Regions from separate parts of the Mus musculus genome. Here region 2 is linked to region 1. The links are chromatin contacts, called in public ChIA-PET maps. All regions are on one chromosome and are shown on one strand. Each heading gives the region's core, a stretch centred on a gene start, on an enhancer-like site or on the middle of the called end of the contact. The rest is flanking DNA. Distances are from core to core; before and after follow the strand shown. Region 1 overlaps Sik2 (salt inducible kinase 2). Region 2 holds the start of Sik2 (salt inducible kinase 2).

The links. ChIA-PET counts read pairs in DNA pulled down with a chosen protein or histone mark.
Region 2: a contact with region 1 is called in an RNA polymerase II ChIA-PET map of memory CD8 T cells, with 66 read pairs. The contact joins the promoter of Sik2 here to the enhancer-like site in region 1. A contact is called at or near these places in 1 of 39 promoter capture datasets (the HPC-7 cell line), 4 of 484 Hi-C or Micro-C datasets (cerebral cortex, forebrain, group 2 innate lymphoid cells and 1 more), 9 of 115 datasets of contacts at active chromatin or transcription factors (CD8 T cells, the HPC-7 cell line, the SCID.adh cell line and 4 more) and 1 of 9 other capture datasets (adipose tissue).

What each region holds. Positions count from the first base shown.
Region 1 is chr9:50,964,720-50,968,120 of GRCm38.p6, forward strand. All of the region lies in intron 3 of Sik2 (salt inducible kinase 2), which reads right to left. Among named protein-coding and RNA genes, the nearest start is that of Sik2, 43 kb to the right of the region's middle. Within about 2 kb of position 1,727, at least 34 of the 459 cell types and tissues checked have an H3K27ac peak or open chromatin away from gene starts, as enhancers often do. A contact at or near this core is called in the HPC-7 cell line, the SCID.adh cell line, bone marrow-derived macrophages and 1 more, where this site is marked.
Region 2 is chr9:51,007,241-51,010,639 of GRCm38.p6, forward strand. Sik2 (salt inducible kinase 2) reads right to left here and starts at 1,833. Exons shown (of 16, transcript NM_178710.3): 1 at 1,501-1,833. The coding sequence starts at 1,635.

The DNA of each region.
Region 1 (3,401 bases), core at 477-2,976:
TAGTTTACCCACTTACATCAGAGGAGAACGACTGACTCAGAGATGAGCCCCATCAGTTTCAGAGGCATGCTGTTTTCTTTGCCAGTGCTAGGCTCAGAGATGGTGCATTTGGCGTACTGACTATGTCCTATCAGACCATGAACACAGACATATCTCTAATATAAACCCAGCCAACAAAACCTGACACTTTAGAAACATCTTACTTCTTAGAGAAAGCCAAAGGAAACAGTGGTTGCTTCCTGCTGTAGCAGGGATATTCTACCAAAAGCTCAGGTGACACAGGATGGCAAAGTGAGGGATGTAGAACGTGGGGTTCTTGAAAACATGGCTGAGTGTAGTTTTATTAACTAACTCTAAAGGCTGCCCTTCTCTGGCCTTCCTACTGTGGAAGATAAGACATTTCCTTACACCTCAGCCAGTTTTTACTACTTGAAAGGAGAAGCTGCTTGATTAGAAGAAACACTGCCAGTCAGGTTGAAAGGGAGTTACACCAGGTGGTGGTGGTGGTGCCTTTAATCCCAGATATCCTAAGCAGGCAAATCGTAATGAGTTCAAGGCCAGCCTGGTCTACAGAATGAGTTCCAGGACAGCCAGGGCTACAGAGAAACCCTGTCTCAAACAAACCAAAAAAACAAAAAAAGAAGAAGAAGGAGGAGGAGGAGGAGGAAGAGGAAGAGGAGGAGGTGGAGCAGCAGCAGCCAACTAACCAAAAATAAAACAAAACAACAAACAAACAAACAAATGGAAAAGGAAAAGGGAGTTAGTTGCATCACATTTTATTTTCTGTCTTGGGAAAATGAGAGACAAAGAGGAAGCTGTCAGTTGTAGAGAAATGAACTGAGACAGTATATATAAACAGGGAACTTGTGAGAGCAGACAGGAAGAAAACTGGGAACCAGAGAGAAACAGCCAACTATAGCATCAAGAAAGAAAAAGGCTGTTATAAAGAGCAGAGCCATTCCTTTAGATGTCACTTGGCTTGCTAATTCCCAGGATGGCTCAGCTAGGCTGCCTTGCTTGACTGAATTCTCAGGAGACATTCTGATACCCTGTACTGTGCATCCCACAAAAAGAGTTGGGCTGAGAGTGTTCCAACATTTACTTACTCTATACAGGGTACAAAGAAAGAAAAAGAAAAACCTAATTAGGGTAAAATTTCAAATGAAGATTAAAGCTGAGAGAGGTGAGGGATTTTAACGGCTTCAATGGCAGTACACTGTAACAAGGAAGACTATACAGACATTAAAAAAGGAATGGTTGCATAATTAGTGCAATACAAACTGGCCTTAAAAGAGAGTAAAGTACCCAAGTGTCAGAGATGGTCCACAGACAGTAAAGGTTCTTATCAGCATGTATGTCTCAAATCTCCAGACCACACTTTCCCCTTTCTTTCATTTCACTCTTATGCTTTTGAAGTTAGCCCCAGCCTGACATCTCTCTCAGTAGCTGCCTCTCACCCTGTCTTTTTTCTTCACTTCCTCCTCTCCAGGTAAGCTGTCAATACTATCTCACATTAGTCCCGATTAAATTCACTCAGGCTCCTGACAGGGTATCACTATGGTTTTACATCTTCCAATTCTAATACAAATGAATCTTTCTGAAGAACTCTGAACAAGTCATTTCTTTATTTAGAAACTGAATAGCTCTTCCCTACCTAGGAGATGAGATCAGCACAGGTTATCCTTCCTGTGGTTGGCACAGAGAGCCTGCAGCACACAGCCTCCCTCACTCTTGCATACCCTTCTTGCTCTCTTTCCTACTGCCATCTCCCCCCACTTCCCACTTTTCCGCCCCCATCTGCTCTCATCAAGCTCAGCTGCTTCATTCTGCAGGCAAACCTCATAATTTCCAGTTTCTGCAGTTTGCTCACTTTTACCTTCACTGAAACCACATCCCACTGCACATGATCTAAACTGTCTTCGTAGGAGTTACAGATTTCTGAAGCAGCTGTATATTCTATTCTGATTAATAAGATCAATGTATGAACAGATCAAAAGTAGAAATATGAAAAATCCCTAAAAGGTTTCAAACTCTACAATACTTTACCAAAACAGGAAGAACATGCCACCTAAAAGAAAATTTACCAAAAAAGGCAGCAGCAGCCCAAGTACTATCCAGGGACATCTCACACATTAGGCAGAACACATGCTTTCAACAGCCTTTCATGTTTCAAATCAAACACCATCTCATGCATAAAATTCTTGCTTGCTCTTTAAGTTTGCTTACAGAGACAAGAGTAGGTCTTAGATATTCTAAGATATTTGAAAGCCAATACACAGAACAAAAACTCAAAAAAAAAAAAAAAACCCTATCTTATTTTAAACTCCACTTCACAACATGATAATGGCTAATTTGCCCCTGAATTCCCAAGAGACATCTTGATAACCCTATTCTGTGCATCCTATAAGAAGGGTTGGGCTCAAAGGTGTCCCATCTTTTACCTATGCTACAAGGGGGAACACTATTCTCTTTAAAATAGATTTTCCCAAGAGAGAAAAATCTGACTTACAATGAGGCAGAGGAGGCACAGGGGAGGGAGGGAACAGAGAGGGAATGAGAGACTAGAGGAGAGAGTGGAAAACAGACAAGATACACCATTGCTATTCCCTTCTTCTACTTATGACTAGCAAATCATAAATGCTCAAAAACATTCACAAATTTATTATGAGGCTACTGAAAAACAAAAGGACACCGAAGTTTCATTTTCTATCTTCAGATTAAACCAAGAAGGTCCTTTTCAAGGAGTTTACTCTATAGAGGGTAATGTAGCATGTGCTATGGTCTGTAATTCAAGTGTTGCAATTGACTGTAAGTATGTTGATGTTGAGAAATGGGACTTTAATGAGGTGAATAGATCAAGGTCTCTTTTGAACCAGAAAGAAGGCCCCAAGAAAAGAAGCCTCTGGCCTATGACCTTTTCTACCTTTTATTTGAAAATGTAGACTACTTCCCACTAGGGTATAAAAGGCTCTCTTGAGTAAGCTCAGAACTTAAGACTTCCCAGCCTCCAGGCATGTGAGAAATAAATTTCTATTCTTCATAAGTTCCCCACTCAGATGTTATAACAGCACAAAACAGACTAAGACAGACTAGGAGAACACAAATAATGTGTTATTATGTTAATAAAATATAAGTTTCTAAGTTAAATTATTAAATTGAATGGAATTAGTCAATGCATACCATGATTCATTTTATTTGGAATGTCAAAATAATTGATAGTAAATATCATATATGTAAATAAAAACACAAAACAAAAATGTGGAGGAAATTCAGCATAATTAGCAAAAATATTTCAGAAACAAACTGAATGGGTCATTAGCATGCTGAATTGCTGTTCTTGTTTCTTTTCACTAACCTCAATAAGGTTCTCTAAAAGGAATTTATACCATTATTCTTAGAGC
Region 2 (3,399 bases), core at 583-3,082, 43 kb after region 1:
AAAATCGTGTGGATGGATTTGTTATCCAACCACACAACAATGTAACCAAAAAGTTCAGACTCTCTCTGTAATGTGCTATTTTTGGCAGTCATTGAAAAGGACTCATAAATACACCCATTTAAGATACTTCCTTTTAATTTAACGTCGAGGTAAAGGTATGACATTTGGCCATAACTCTTTATAAAAACGAAACACTTTAATCATTACAAAAATGCTGGGGTCAAATTCAGCTATGCAAAAGTTTGGTAATGTCAATATACTTATCATTATAGCAATCTAGATTCATAACACTGGTAAATTTGTGAAAGGAAAAATTTTGACCTTGGTACTGATGCCCTAAAGAAGAAAGATTTAAGTGGTGTGTCAGGGATTTGTGAGGCAAAACAAAAAGTGAAGACATGTTAGACATGTCCTCCTTCTTTATGGAAATGGACATGAAGCAAAACTTTTAAGTACAACTGCTAAGAAAACAGTAAGGCTTTTAAATGCCCTTTACCTTACATAAGCGTAAGTCATCCTGGGCAGGGGGTGGGGGTGGAGGTCCTATAGTCAAAGATTAGAACGTTCTTAAGAACATAGTAGGAAAAAAACCCGAAAAGGATGAAAACTGGGGAGAGAAACTGAAAATCGGTGAAACTCAAGTGGCAATCACAAGGCAGAATAGAGTACGTCAAAACCACTAGGTTGTAGACTAAGAAATGGTTTTGTTTCGATCGTTTTTTTTCCAAGGTATTTAATTTGCACGTCTTAAAATAGAGACCCCGAGGAGAGCAGCTTGAGGCAATGGAAGGAAGAGGGTGGGCTAGGTAAGAACGCAGACTTGGGGAGAAAATATGTACAGTGCACGGAGGGAGGATGCTGGAGAGTCAATGTCAGGACGCTGTCGAGAGCTGAGTACAGTCCATCTGATGTGGCTTAAGGAATGCGTGCTCGCAGCCAGCATGCACACCTGGTAAAGGGACAACCCCAGAGAACGGTGCAGAGCTGAGATGACCATTTTTAACCAGCTCTATTGTCTGGTGTATTTGCTATACCTCCTGCAAGTGATCAAGCCAGCCAAAGAACCGTTTCAGAGACCCTGCGGGCCCAGAGAAGATGGACAGCGGCCCGTCCGCACCAGTCCGGTCCGCGTCACCCCCTCCTCGCCGGGCAGAAGAGGAGGGCTTGGTCCGGGCCGCGCTCCGCGTCCGCCGAGCCTGGGAGCTGCTGGTCCCCTTTCTCCGGCCGGCGACGTTGGTCCCCGCGCGGCCCCGGAGCACAGAGACTTCCCCTCCCACCCCACCCCCAGCCGAAAGCCGGGAAGACGCGGAACTTGTGCTCAGGAGCCGAGGCCACAGACCAGGTTCCCGGGTGGGAGAGTCGGGACGGAAGCCTGTGTGGCTTCCCGGGGACACCCCACACACACTCGACCTGCACCCCGCGGTCCCCGCAGTGCCAGGCCCGCCGTCCCCCGCCCGGGGCGCAACCGCGCCACGCTCCCGCCGAACCCCGGGGCCGCACCTCCGTCTTGGTGATCCGGTGCCGCCCCAGCTTCACCACGGCAAAGTTGCCCTTGCCCAGCGTGCCCTCGATGTCGTAGAACCCCACCCGGACTGGCCCGCGCTGCAAGTGCCTCGGGCCATCCGCCATGACCATGCTTGGCCCCCGCTGCAGGACACGGCGACGGGAACGCGAACGAACTGGCCGGCAAGAAGCGGCACGGAGCGGGCAGGAGGGCGTCGGGCGGCGCGCCTGGGCTCTGGGCGACGGCCGCGGCTCTCGCTCCGGCGCTGCTTCCCTCCCGCCCCACAGGGCCCAGCCAGGCGCGCGCCGGCGCTGACGTGAGCCGACGTCAGGGGGCCGGGGCAGGGGGCGGGGGCGGGCCTCCACCGGTCACCATGGCTACCGCAGCCGCGCCGACGTCGGGGGCGGGAGGGAGGGGCGGTGCGCGGGTCGGGCGGGCACGAGGCTTCCGGCCGCGGCGAGGCCTGAGAAGGCTGAGGAGGGCGTCGCGGCCGGGGGCGGGGTCGCCGTCCGCCCCGCCCCGCTCCTCCTGCCTTCCAGCAGAAGCGCAAGAGCGAGCCCTGGTGGGCCGTGCGGAGGATGCACTGGGCCAGTCTCCTGGAGGGTCGCCTGGCGGGCGCTCTCCGCCGGGGCAGCCCTTCCCGCCAAAACCTCTTCTTCAGCGGACTGCAGCGCTAAATTTGGAGCCCGAGGAGCACCGTGGCTGAGCAATGCATTGCTCACAGCCTCTTTTCTTTGTGTTCATTTTAGCTCCCTTGTCAGTACTAAATAAGTCTCTCCACTTTTTGACGTCTAAATTCCTACTCACAGCAGTCGGTCACTTGCAGAAAAAAAAAAAAAATGTCAGCGCTAAAGAGACCCCAGAGATGATTAAGCCCGGAATTTGGAATTGCTAATGGGCTTCGGAGTCTGGAACCTCTGAAATGTAGGTTGAGCATGTTAGTTGAGCATGTCTCTGTGGAGAGGTGACCCGGTATTATCCTAAAACGCTTTGGGAACTTGTAAACGGTTAAAAAGTATCTAATCCGATTTGTTTCCAGATGACGCAGCAGGCTGCCAGAATGAAGGGAGTTGCCAACGTCACACAGGTAATGCTAGAGTTCTAATTATAACCCATCACACCAGTCTTCCATATGGTGACCTAAGTAAACACAACATTTTAATATCTTGAAATATATTATGTGTGTCCAGACCTTGGTTCCTGGGTACCCATTGTCCATTAAAAGAAACGCAACTCGTTTGGGAGTAATGACAGCGGGGGCAAGTATAAGATGCTCTTGAAAGATCTAATATGAGTAAACCAGGGGATTCCTTGTATACAACAGGAAGAATATGTCAGAAGCCAGCTTGAAGGGGCCCACCAGTGCCAAATCTGAGCCAATCTAAGTATCAAAAACCAACAATTTTGGAAATACACTATAACACACATTACTTTTTATTTTGTGTAAGAAGTCAGAGGACAGGATGTGGGAGTTGGTTCTCACCTTCCACTCTGTGAGTCCTAGGGGTGGTTGCTGTAGGTAACTTTAGCCAATGAGCCATCTCTTAGGCCCTAGTGTTTTATTGTTTTGGGACTGTTGTTTTTTTTTTTGTTTTTGAAACATCATCTCACTATGTAGCCCTAGATAGCCTGTAACTTGCCATGTAGACTAGGCAGTCTCTTGAGTGCTGAGATTAAAGGCAGGTGTCACCATTCCCAGCCTACATTAAAATCTTAGAAGGAGCTCATACTTCATTTTGTCACTTTACTTTTTTTTTTAGACAGGTTCTCAGAAATATTGTATATGTGATAAGCCCCCTTAAATGTCTATGCCCTCCCCATCTCATTCAGGAAACTCAAACTCAGAACGGTACCCATGCTAGGCAAGTATTGTATCACTGAGCTATGTTCCCAGT